2 separate regions of the Mus musculus genome follow, and region 2 is linked to region 1. Evidence: chromatin contacts called from public HiChIP or PLAC-seq data. All regions are on one chromosome and are shown on one strand. The core of a region is the stretch at or near the end of the contact, and the rest is flanking DNA. Distances in the headings are between cores, read along the strand shown.

Region 1 (5,417 bases), core at 1,910-4,409:
TTTGGGTGTGGAAATCTAAGCCATCATGTCTTTTCACTGAAAACAAACTCTGATCTGAAACAATTGACCACTGACTTGGTTCTTCTTTGACAGTAAATTCTGAGAATTACTGTTTACCAACTAGAGAAAACAGTGACTCCCCAACTCTACTGCTCTCAGACTCCTTGAGATCCCTCCCCTTTTTTAATCACTTTGACAAACCAGTCAGTGCTCTCTTGAGTTATTGATTCCTTATGCATTAACAAATGCAGACAATGGTAAGCATTATTTTATTTTTCAACCTCTTCCCCACAGATGCGATCTTATCAAGTACCTACACAGTCTAAAAGCATCCATGGTGTCACAAGTGACAATTTTAGGGAGGGTCTCACTACACTATAGTATGAATTGCTACTTTTCCATGATCCAAAATTTACTGTCTTGTCAGCTAGCTACAGGGCCAATGACAAACCATTTGAAACTTTAGTTAGCACACCTTTATTTTTGAGTATGTACTTAGAGCATGATCCAGACATTCTTCCCCCAGGATAGATGGTGAATGTAGCAGATAAGTGTAAAGTCTCCCTGAGCACTATAGTATTTTTCTTTGACTCTCTCTCTCTCTCTCTCTCTCTCTCTCTCTCTCTCTCTCTCTCTCTCTGTGTGTGTGTGTGAGAGAGAGAGAGAGAGAGTGTGTGTTAATTGGTTGATTTTCTCTTAAAATCATGTATTTCTTGGTGAATGGCCAAAAGGTATCATATTAAACTATTATTAGAAGACTATCAAGATTGAAATTATTAGTATCTAAAACCAAGAATTGTAGCAAATTGAAAAACTTCTTGATATGATGTTCATATCATCATTTTTCATACTTGTATAAAGGATGGGTAACTTGATCATATCTGACTTTTGTCAAATTTACTTGAATAATCAGAAGTTTTCAAGGAGTTACAATGAAACTGCAATAGGCTTAGCTTTAATTTTTTTTTGAGAAATACTCGAGATAAGCGAAGCATATGATGCTCTTTTACTCTAGAGATTACAGTAGAAAATGGATTCTTCCTTAAGGCAGGTGGGCTCTAAAGCTAGTGTCGTGGCTAGAGTTTATTAAGCAGTCAGATTTAATGTAGCTCTCTTGGGCAAAGATGGCAGATGGAAATGGTAAAGAAGTCTAGGATAGATAGAGAGGGCCTATTTTAGCCCTACTTAATACAGCAATGAGCTTGGCATCGAGGAGACTCAAAATCTCTAATAATTCAGGTGGTGAACACCAATAATTAGGTATTAGAATACCCTTTCCACAGAACTGGACCTGATGGGGTCTGATAGGCTCTCAGGGACAAATGTAAAATTGTTCAATTTTTGCAGACATATGCTCTCTTTGTTTGTTTCTCTATATTTTTCTAATTCTCAACTGTTTAAACATAGAAAGTCAGGTTATAGATCATACTTGGCCACGAGATACCTATCTCTGATATGTTAGGTTTTTATTTGTTGCTGTGACATAGTACCCTACATAACCGATTCAGAAAGAGAAGAACTTAGTATTAGGCAAACCTTTTGGAAAGTCTGGTTTAGGATTGAGTGTTCCCCTTATTTCCAGCCATGTACAAACTATGTCAAGAGCATGTGACAGCGAAAAGCTGCTCACTCATGGTCAGGGAGCAAAAGACAATAAGATACAATAGGGGTCTCAGGGTCTCTAAGGACCTTTTCCTAGGTCTTCCCTCTTAAAGGTCTTACCACCTCACAAAAGAGCTACTGTATGGATCCATCATTAACACATAGACCTTTGAGGTGTTGTCAAGATCTAAGATATAGTTTAAAACAGCCAGGTCTTCATAGAACAATAGAAAATGAGAGCCTACAAGGCAGGAGAGGGGCAGTTCTGGCTAAAACTCACCTTATACGATAGAATGCCTGCTAAGAGATCTAGCCTTAGACTTTTCCAGCTATGCAGAGACAGGCAGAAAACACACGTATTTTTTTTTCTTCTTTCGCCCCACAGCCAAGTGACATCATTTCTGAGAAACTCAAAACCGAGGAGAAGCCCTTCAAATTGGATCTTTAAACAGGAATGCAATTAGGTGATTTTGAAGTTGGCTGGAAATAATTACTGAACTGGATGACTTTTTTTCTGTATCCGGGCAGTCGTGGGGATTCAGCACGAAGATGAAACTGGTTATAGAAAAAGGGTTCCTATTATGTTATTTGCGACTTGGCTTTCAAATCCGCACCTGGCATACAGAGATGCTTGGACAACAGCCAGTGGAATTAGAGGCACTGAGCATACATCTCTCTGCCGGTGTCACCTCCGGCTGTCAAGTTTGCATACTGCTCATTTAATAAGTCTCTTCTCCATGTATATATCCAAACATATGAGAAGTGATAAAGTTGCTTCACAGTTCCCAGATATTTTTTCTTAATCTCTACATACAGCACAGATAAGATTGTAATTTTTAAAATATTTTTTGAATAATTTTTAAAGTTTGGATCTTGGATGTCCTTCAAGGTCTCCTAATGTAATATTTATATCTATCTCTATCTCTATCATCTCTATCTCTATCTATATCATCTATCTATCTATCTATCTATCTATCTATCTATCTATCTATCTATCTATCTATACTGTGGGTTCCCAAGACAGTAGAGCATTGCCCATGCCCCAGTCATCACTCAGAGAGCAAAGCTTGACCAGCTTGGTCAGTCAACAGGGTCTCAAACGAGGGAGTGTGGATTGAAAAAGAAAAACAGAGAAAATGATAGCCTGACTCCAGCCTGGACTGAGGCTGCAGCTGTTTTATTTCTCTACAGCCTGCTTTTATATCATTCCAGGTACATCCAAAAACTATGATCAGTTCTTAGATCAAAGACAAAGTAATCAAGCGAAGTAGTGAACAAGGAGATCACACAAGAAAGTAATCAAGCAGAGTAGTAAGCAAAAGGATCTCACAAGGTAATAGTTAAGTAAAGTCGTGAGCAAAAGATCGCATAAGGTGGTAGTCTAGCAAAGTAGTAAACAAAGCCCCATGGTCACTGTTTCTAATAGTCTTATCTGAGCCCACTTCCTTGTCCAAACCAAGTGACAAATACCGAATTCCTAGAAGCGGCACCAAAAGCTCTCAACACCTCCGTACTCACCACTTCCTGAGACCTTGCTCTCCACATCTTTTGCATCCTCTGCATCCTGAGGCCACAGGTGCACAGTGGCTGATCTGATGGGGACTCAGGATCCACACAATTCTTACTTCTGTTGCCTTGCTTGAAACTTAGTCACATTTACCAACCTGACTAGCACAGTGGCTTTTGTAGACTCTGAAGAATGTCTGTGTTTTAAGCCAATGCTGATGATACCAAACCCACAGCTTATTATCATCAATATTTATGTGGTTGGTAAAAAAGTTTACACTCTCTAAGGTATAAGAAGAAGAGGCAGGAAAATCCATTATGATTATTGGAAACACTCAGATTTTTTTAAAAAAACATTAAGAGTTTAATTATAAAAATGAATTTCAGAAATTTTTTGTATTTGCTGTTGGTTGTTTTCTTAAATCTACTTTTATTCTATATGTACAGGTATTTTACCTGTGAGTGTGTGTCTGTGTTATATGCAGGCAGTACATGTGAAGGTCAAAAGAGGGTATTGGATTCCCAGGAATGGGTCATAGACAGTTGTAAACTACCATGTGGCTGCTGGAAAGCAAACCTGGGTCCTCTGGAAGAGTATGTAGCCAGTGCTCTTAACTGCTGAGCCATCTCTCCAGCTCCTGCTGTTAATGATCCTTGATGCAAATACCAAGGACAAAAATACCCTCAGACCTTAAACTAATATGTGTAAAAATTTATTTGACTCTTTTAATGTCTTGTGGCATTTGTTTTATTGTTATTGTCCTGTTTTGATAAGCAGGAGCAGCAATCTTGCACTTCACATCTGATACATAATAATGCTGAAGAGAGCCTGCTAGGGCTTGGTGCTCCAGTTTATGTGCCTTTGGTCTTTACCTCTTTTCTGTTGAAAGGCTTCATGGGAGGTTTTTTGGGGTTTGTTTGTTTGTTTGTTTGTTTGTTGTTGCCTGCTGCATACACCGTTCTAGCAGAGGTGTGCTGGTTTGAGGCAGACTGGTGCATGTGGATTAAAATAGGTTGTATCTCATGCAATTCTTAGGGCCAAGAAAGACTGGATTCCTGGATGTAGAATGCAGCAGTCTTGAGAGCAGTGTGCATATCATCCTTTCTCACAGTGTGCGTGGTGTGTGTGTGTGTGTGTGTGTGTGTGTGTGTGTGTGTGTTACAAAGCCCCTCAGGATCTAGTTCTGTTTGGAATGTTTTTTTTAGTGCTATCTCGTTTCTCCTTTAGAGTAGTTGAGTCTGATCCCTTAATACAATGACCAGCAAGATGTTATTAGGGCTTGTCAGAAAGGCTTGTGCCTACTTCTCAGAGATTATATTTCAGTATAATCGCTTTCCATGGAATACCTAGGAGTCGAGAGTAGCTACATCAACCATTCTGCCTTGGTGCCCCGTCTGTCTAGTTATCTCACATTGCTCACATTTATGCCATAGCGGGTATGAAGATTAGACTCTAGAAATTGAAGTTAATGGAACTAATTGCTTGATGGCATAAGCTGACCTGAAGGTTTCCCGGGGAATGTCACTGTGAGGTCTATCATGGTTCAGAGTCACTACGAATCTTGCACTTTCCCAGAGGATTGGGAGTAAATAAGGAGAATGAAGTTTCTGAATAAAGGATGGCCTGCTACAAGGAGACTCGCCTTGTCCTTGTTAGAGCGAGTCTGGGAATTCTTCAGAGTTCTCCGGGGAACTCCTCTCCTTCAGCCCTTAACAAGCCTGTCAGTACCACTCAGCTAGCTTGTGCTCTGATTTCCCTAATTGTCATCCTAAAATCCTAAACCCTGGGGCTTTGGGTGATGTAGACAGTAAATGCTTTATGAGGTAAAGCCCTTGGATCCTTCAGAGCATGCATGCTTCCCTTAATGAAAAGCAGCAACTTTCAAGGTCAAAATTGTAGTTCAAGAGGCAGCGTTGAATGATCTTATTAGGCAGAGGTTCAGAATGTCCTCAGAGCCATAGCTCTCAGGGACAGCCATTTCCGTCACTTCTCCCAAAACAGGACCTTAGGGTTTCCTACTGGTTATCAATGTTGAAACTGCCCTGTAGTCTTATTTACCTTCCTCCCATAGTGAGATCATGGATGCCATTTTGCAGTAACTATTAAGTCCTGCTTTCCTTGTCTGCCTAGATATAATTAATTTTTAAGTGCTCAAGTTGCCCCACTGCCGTAAAGGATGAGCATTGTCTCATATAACACGAAGGACGGAGAACTCAACCCTCTGATCACAAGAATCTTGGATCCAAACCTCTTGTTACCTGCTCCCTGTGATTGCTCCGGAGAGCCATGGCGTTAGGTTGTATTTTCA
Region 2 (5,417 bases), core at 1,651-4,150, 220 kb before region 1:
CATTTATCAAGGTGTTAAACACAAAGAGACAACATGAAATAAAGCAATTTACCAAACATTTAAGATAAAAATAATTTTAGTGTATTCTTCCTCCTCTCTCTTTCTTCCCTTATTTCAAGACCGGGTTTCTGTACGTCACCCTGGCTGTCCTAGAACTCACTATGTAGACCATTCTGACCTTGAACTCACAGGGATCTGCCAGTCTCTGCCTCTTAAGTGCTGGGATTAAAGGTGTTTACGACATACCCATCTTAATTTAATGTTTTCTTAACGGAAGGTTTTTACCAAACTTTCTAGTATAATTTTGTAATGCAGCAGAATAAGCCATGTGACTTCAACAATGTGTGTGCTTTTAAAGATTTCCCCTCAGCCAAAACTCCTGAAATCAACACTTAAAATACATTTTAAAGATAACGGCATTGATGGCCTTGCTTTATTTCTGGAGACGTTTTCTCACTATGCAACCCTGGATAGCTTGGAACTCAATTTCCAGATCAACCTGGGATTAAAGTATGTGCCACCACTCCTCTCCCAGAATTTGTAGATTTTTAAAAAAAGTTTCTAACATTACTGCTACCAGATACAGGAAAAGCAATGAAAAGCAGTTATCAGGGGAAATCATACAATTTTGTGATGTAGTCTCCCTGTATAACTCATGCTGACCTTGACTCTCCATCCCTCCTACATCTGCCTCTCAAGTGCTGGGATCCCAGGAGTATAGCACCTTGCCTGGCACAACGTGACAGTATTAACCATAACATTAGATATTCTTCTAATTCAAATATATGCTTTATAATTTCATATCATATGTCAAATAAGATAGGTTGGATCATTTATACATTTTTACTGTGTATGCTGTGACACATCCTTTTATTAGTTCGAGTCAAGGAACAGGTCGCAGATTGCTTTATTCAACAAGAATTAAGGACTACCAATCCACAGAAGGCATAGGTCTAAGCCTAGTCTTAGTTCCTTGAGCACTAAACCTTTGCAATCCCAGTGAACAAAAAAAGGTGTGCTCTTCTAGCAACCTGAACGAGGAGTTAATGTTATGAACAAACCTGATTTTTCGGGTCTCTGCCACTGACACAGAGCACACATTAAGATGGCACATGAGTTGTGGCTGAAGAAATCTAGTAAAATAACCAAGCCAATTTGGGGTTAAATCAAATCTCTCATGTTAAATTTTTATGATCCTCTAAAAGTGAGATACAGAGCAGCCACAAAGGCCCACACAGACTGGAGGCTACCTAGAAAAAAATCTAACACTTGCTCAAAAGACATGACATTCAAATAGTCCCTAGCCACATGACTATTGAGAAGAGACAGAAGGTATACTATCGAGATAAAATTTATATCAGATTAAGAGTAAATCATAAAGGGAGACAAACCATCGATTTAATTATTATACTGTTCCTTTCAGATAACTCTGGCAAGGTAATTTAGAATCCTTAGGCATCCGTTGGGAAGAAACCAATATTATTTTCAATATAATTTGATAAAGTACATATGATAACTTTTAAAATCAAAGTACAATTTCATTATTTAAACACACACACAAAGATGAAGGCCTTGTGGAACTGGTGCTGGAGAAAAATGGACTGCCATGCATAAAGTGTTTATTTGCTGGAAGTGAGTAAGATAACTGTAATAAATTCCACATCCTAGCCAACTTCTCTGATGAAATAAGTTTATCAGGCTGAACACTACAAAAGATCATATTCCTTGTCCACAGGCCTAGAAAAAAAAACAGCCTTTTTTTTTTTTTATGGCAAATATATGAGCACAACAGAAGGGAATGTCCAGCAGACATCTCCCAAAGACAAATTATTCTGGTCTAATGAAAGTTTTCAGAATTTCAGAGGATATTCATGAGTAGTGCTGTCAGATTTTGAAAGTGTAAAGGAATTGGTGACTCTATTTATGTAAGAGTAGAATGCTGTGCTACAGTTTGGCCCAATTCTTCCTACAATGAAGTCAGTGAGTAACGACATGGCTTAGTGATCGTATGAGCACTCCAGGGAAGAGCCAAGCTTAACACTGTTGAATAAAATTCACATTAAACTTAGCATAAATTCACATTACCATTAGGGGTCACCAACCAGGTCACAGACTGACTTTCTGTAATAATATTTGTCAGAATACTTTTGTTCTCTGGTTTGGATAGAAATCGCCACTGCAATGTAGTGTTTGCCCTCATTTCTCCCGAATTATTTTTCCTGTTCAGTAAGAAAAACCCCTAAAAACATCACTTGGTTTACAAGTGCTTTCAAAGAAAGGTCTTGTTACTTTCAATAATCTAGGCTTTGAGGACTTACATGAGTCCTCAAGGCTCTTATGATGGAAAATTGATTTTCTCAAATTTCCCAACAATGATCATAGTGACATTTTCCCAAATAGCACCAAGAGATAACCAAATTCCTCGTGGGGCAATTTTGAGTGGGCACAAGAAGAAAAAGTAAATGAATGGTGTCTAGAATACACAGAAGTAAATCCCAGTAGCTCTCATGTTACACTCTTCTGGCATGCATGGGTCCCATGGTTAACTTGTGTAACTCTAGTCCTTCAAATACAGTTTGAAGTTTCATTACCAAAGTGCAACCAGAGAGTAGTCATGAAGTATGCTCCATGAGACGTCTTTAATACACAACTCACAATATGAAATAAATAGAAGAAGTGTCATCATGTCACAACTACTGAAGACCAGCCACTGCATGGTTATGCTAAGTTTGGGCAGACAGCCAAGCGCCTGGTTATGATATCTCCCCTCGTCTCCCAGTGATCAGCCCACAGGCACTCAATGTATCATCAAAAAAGGAAACTGGGCAAGAGGGGTGAACGAGCCAGGAAATGACAAGTGTGAGCACTGCGTGTGACATTGCAATAGACCATAAGCAGAGTTACAGGAGAGCTGCTATGGGGATGCTGACACTGCCACCACGGAGCACCACTCCAGATGCAGCCTGGGCAGCTCGAGGATGGTGAACTCACTAACACGAGTGAAGTTAAGGATCATGTGACAATGGGAATGTCCCTGAGGATGTGACTCTGGAAAACAAATGGCAAAACAAACAAAAAAACAAACAATAGCAAACTCCAACAACAAAAACATCAAATAAAAAAAACCACATCACAGAATTCTGAACCCTGAAACAGAGTATAAAGCTGCCAGCTGCAGGCTAATAGGAACTAAGAAGGGAGCCTGACAGTTTACCAGGGGATGTCTGCTCTGTTTCCAAAGCCACAGAGCAAGACAAAAAGCATCAAGCTATATTTAACATGACATTTAAAATACTGACGTTTTAGCAGTCTGATCTGCCATGTAATACTTTCAACATTAGTATTATTTTTGTTTTCTAATACAGCTATAGTAGGGAAGTTTTAATATTTTCAAAGGTTTGGGTTTTTTGTTTGTTTGGTTTGTTTGGTTTTTGGTTTTTGGGGTTTTTTTGTTTGTTTGTTTTTTTGTTTTTTTTTTCTGTATTTTTAATTTTTGTACAGGCTCTTACTATGTCGCTCTGGTGTTTGTTCTGTAATGCTAAGATCACAGGACCATACCACCAATGCGGCTTTTTTTGATAACATGTTTTGAAGGCCACTGTATGATGGTAATTTTCCTATCTATTATCAAGACTGTTTGCAGAGCTCGGCTTTCACAGTCAGGTTCATGGCCATGCTGCTGAGTGCATACTAAAGATCATCTATCAATATAGGACAAGGGTTAAAAGAAAAGAAAACAAAGAATGGACAGCCAGTGTTTTATGTAGAGCTGGGCCTTAAGCCTGAAAGAGCTACAGTACAATGCAGTACTTGAAAGCACCTATCAGCTATCAAAATGTAGGAAAGAACTTATATTGTCACAGTATAGATGAAGAACCCCCCAAATCAGCCAGGAGCCAATAGCATGACTAACTCTTGAGTTGATCCAAGATAATTGGTCTATCTTCAGGTTTCTATTGCTGTGATAAACACCATGGCCAAAAGCAGCTTACAGAGCAAAGGGTTTATTTCAGCTTAGAGCTCTCAGGTCAGACTCCATCACTGAGGAAAGGCTACAAGTGTCCTGAGCCGTGCTTCAAGACACAGCTTTCTGTAAACCAACTGTCCTCAAAGGTGTAGGCTTCTTCTTGCAGCATGGTCACAGATTCACATGCACAGCCAGAGAGATCACCGAGAGAAATGTCCTGTGGTCCAGTACAGACCAGAATGAACGGCAAAAATGAACTAGAAATCCAGAAAGGAAAAGTCTTCGTTCTTTGTTAACATAATTGACTGCCATGTGGTGGCCTCAAAGTCAATAGGCTGGGCACAAAGTCAATGGGCATGGGCACATCCACACCTCAAGCCTTCCGCTCAGTGCCCAGCAGTCCCTGTTGGTACGGGTAGAATAAATCATCACTCGAGACCAACATTCTGCTCTATTATTAACAGTTTCATAGGCTCAAAGTGGTGAACTAGATACCCATCCATCCTTCCCGCAGACATTCAAGACAAGCAGACAATCTACTGGTTAACAGCACTGTCTAAATCGGGGATTACCAGGAAACAGTTGGGTAGCTGTGGACAAACTTCTTGTCTCTTTCTACAAAATTGGAACAATAGCCACAGCACTGGCAGAGGCCCTGTGGGAAATAAATGGTTTCAGTGGAGAGAACTTGGCACCGTGAGTGACTGCTCCTCAGAGCAAGAGCTCCTCAAATATTCAGCTGCTATTATAACTACTTAACTTTTAATGTGAGGCCAGGCCAGGTGAGTCAAGCCCAGAGGCTTGTCTTCTACACACCTCTCTCTCTTCTCTCTCTCTCTCTCTCTCTCTCTCTCTCTCTCTCTCTCTCTCTCTCTCTCCTTCCCTCCCTCCCTCAGGCTCTTCCCATGTTTAACATGAACCAATATCAAACATTTCCCATAAATATTTCTTTAGGTTCATATACATACTCTTTAAAATGCAACTGGTTTAATAAAAATACTAAAATGAGTATCCAATATAACTATAATACAACACAAAGAAATTTTTTACCCACATATCAAATTAGCAGAAGGTTTTTTAGAAGTATAACAGTGCCAGGCCCTTGAGATAAATGACGGACAGCGGGACTCGTCAGAGGTAGCTGGAATTGACAGGGTGGATCTGGAATACATGTTGGCAGAGTTTATCTGCAGGCTTAAAATATCCCTGCTGTCCAAAATCTCATACACTTTTATCAGTTTCACGGTATCAAAATTTGGAAACTTCCTTAATACCCATTAAGATGAAAGTTCAATAAAACATTACACAGCCATGGCAGGAGAGTACAAGGAGCCATGACAACCAACACGCTGAAGACACCAGGACACGGGGATGTACAAATGCATAAGCTGCATGAGCCAATTTACCGTTTCCTTTTACAGAAGAAAAACACCAAACAAAGAAACAAAGA

The links. HiChIP or PLAC-seq counts read pairs in DNA pulled down with a chosen protein or histone mark.
Region 2: a CTCF HiChIP or PLAC-seq map of CD8 T cells shows a contact between it and region 1, with 5 read pairs. The contact joins two enhancer-like sites. A contact is called at or near these places in 1 of 15 datasets of contacts at CTCF or cohesin (CD8 T cells) and 1 of 484 Hi-C or Micro-C datasets (embryonic stem cells).

Annotation. Positions count from the first base shown.
Region 1 is chr16:49,661,698-49,667,114 of GRCm38.p6, reverse strand. No RefSeq gene overlaps it. Among named protein-coding and RNA genes, the nearest start is that of Gm31494, 20 kb to the right of the region's middle. Within about 2 kb of position 3,159, at least 7 of the 459 cell types and tissues checked have an H3K27ac peak or open chromatin away from gene starts, as enhancers often do. A contact at or near this core is called in CD8 T cells, where this site is marked.
Region 2 is chr16:49,885,779-49,891,195 of GRCm38.p6, reverse strand. All of the region lies in intron 3 of Cd47 (CD47 antigen (Rh-related antigen, integrin-associated signal transducer)), which reads right to left. Among named protein-coding and RNA genes, the nearest start is that of Cd47, 33 kb to the right of the region's middle. Within about 2 kb of position 2,900, at least 80 of the 459 cell types and tissues checked have an H3K27ac peak or open chromatin away from gene starts, as enhancers often do. A contact at or near this core is called in CD8 T cells, where this site is marked.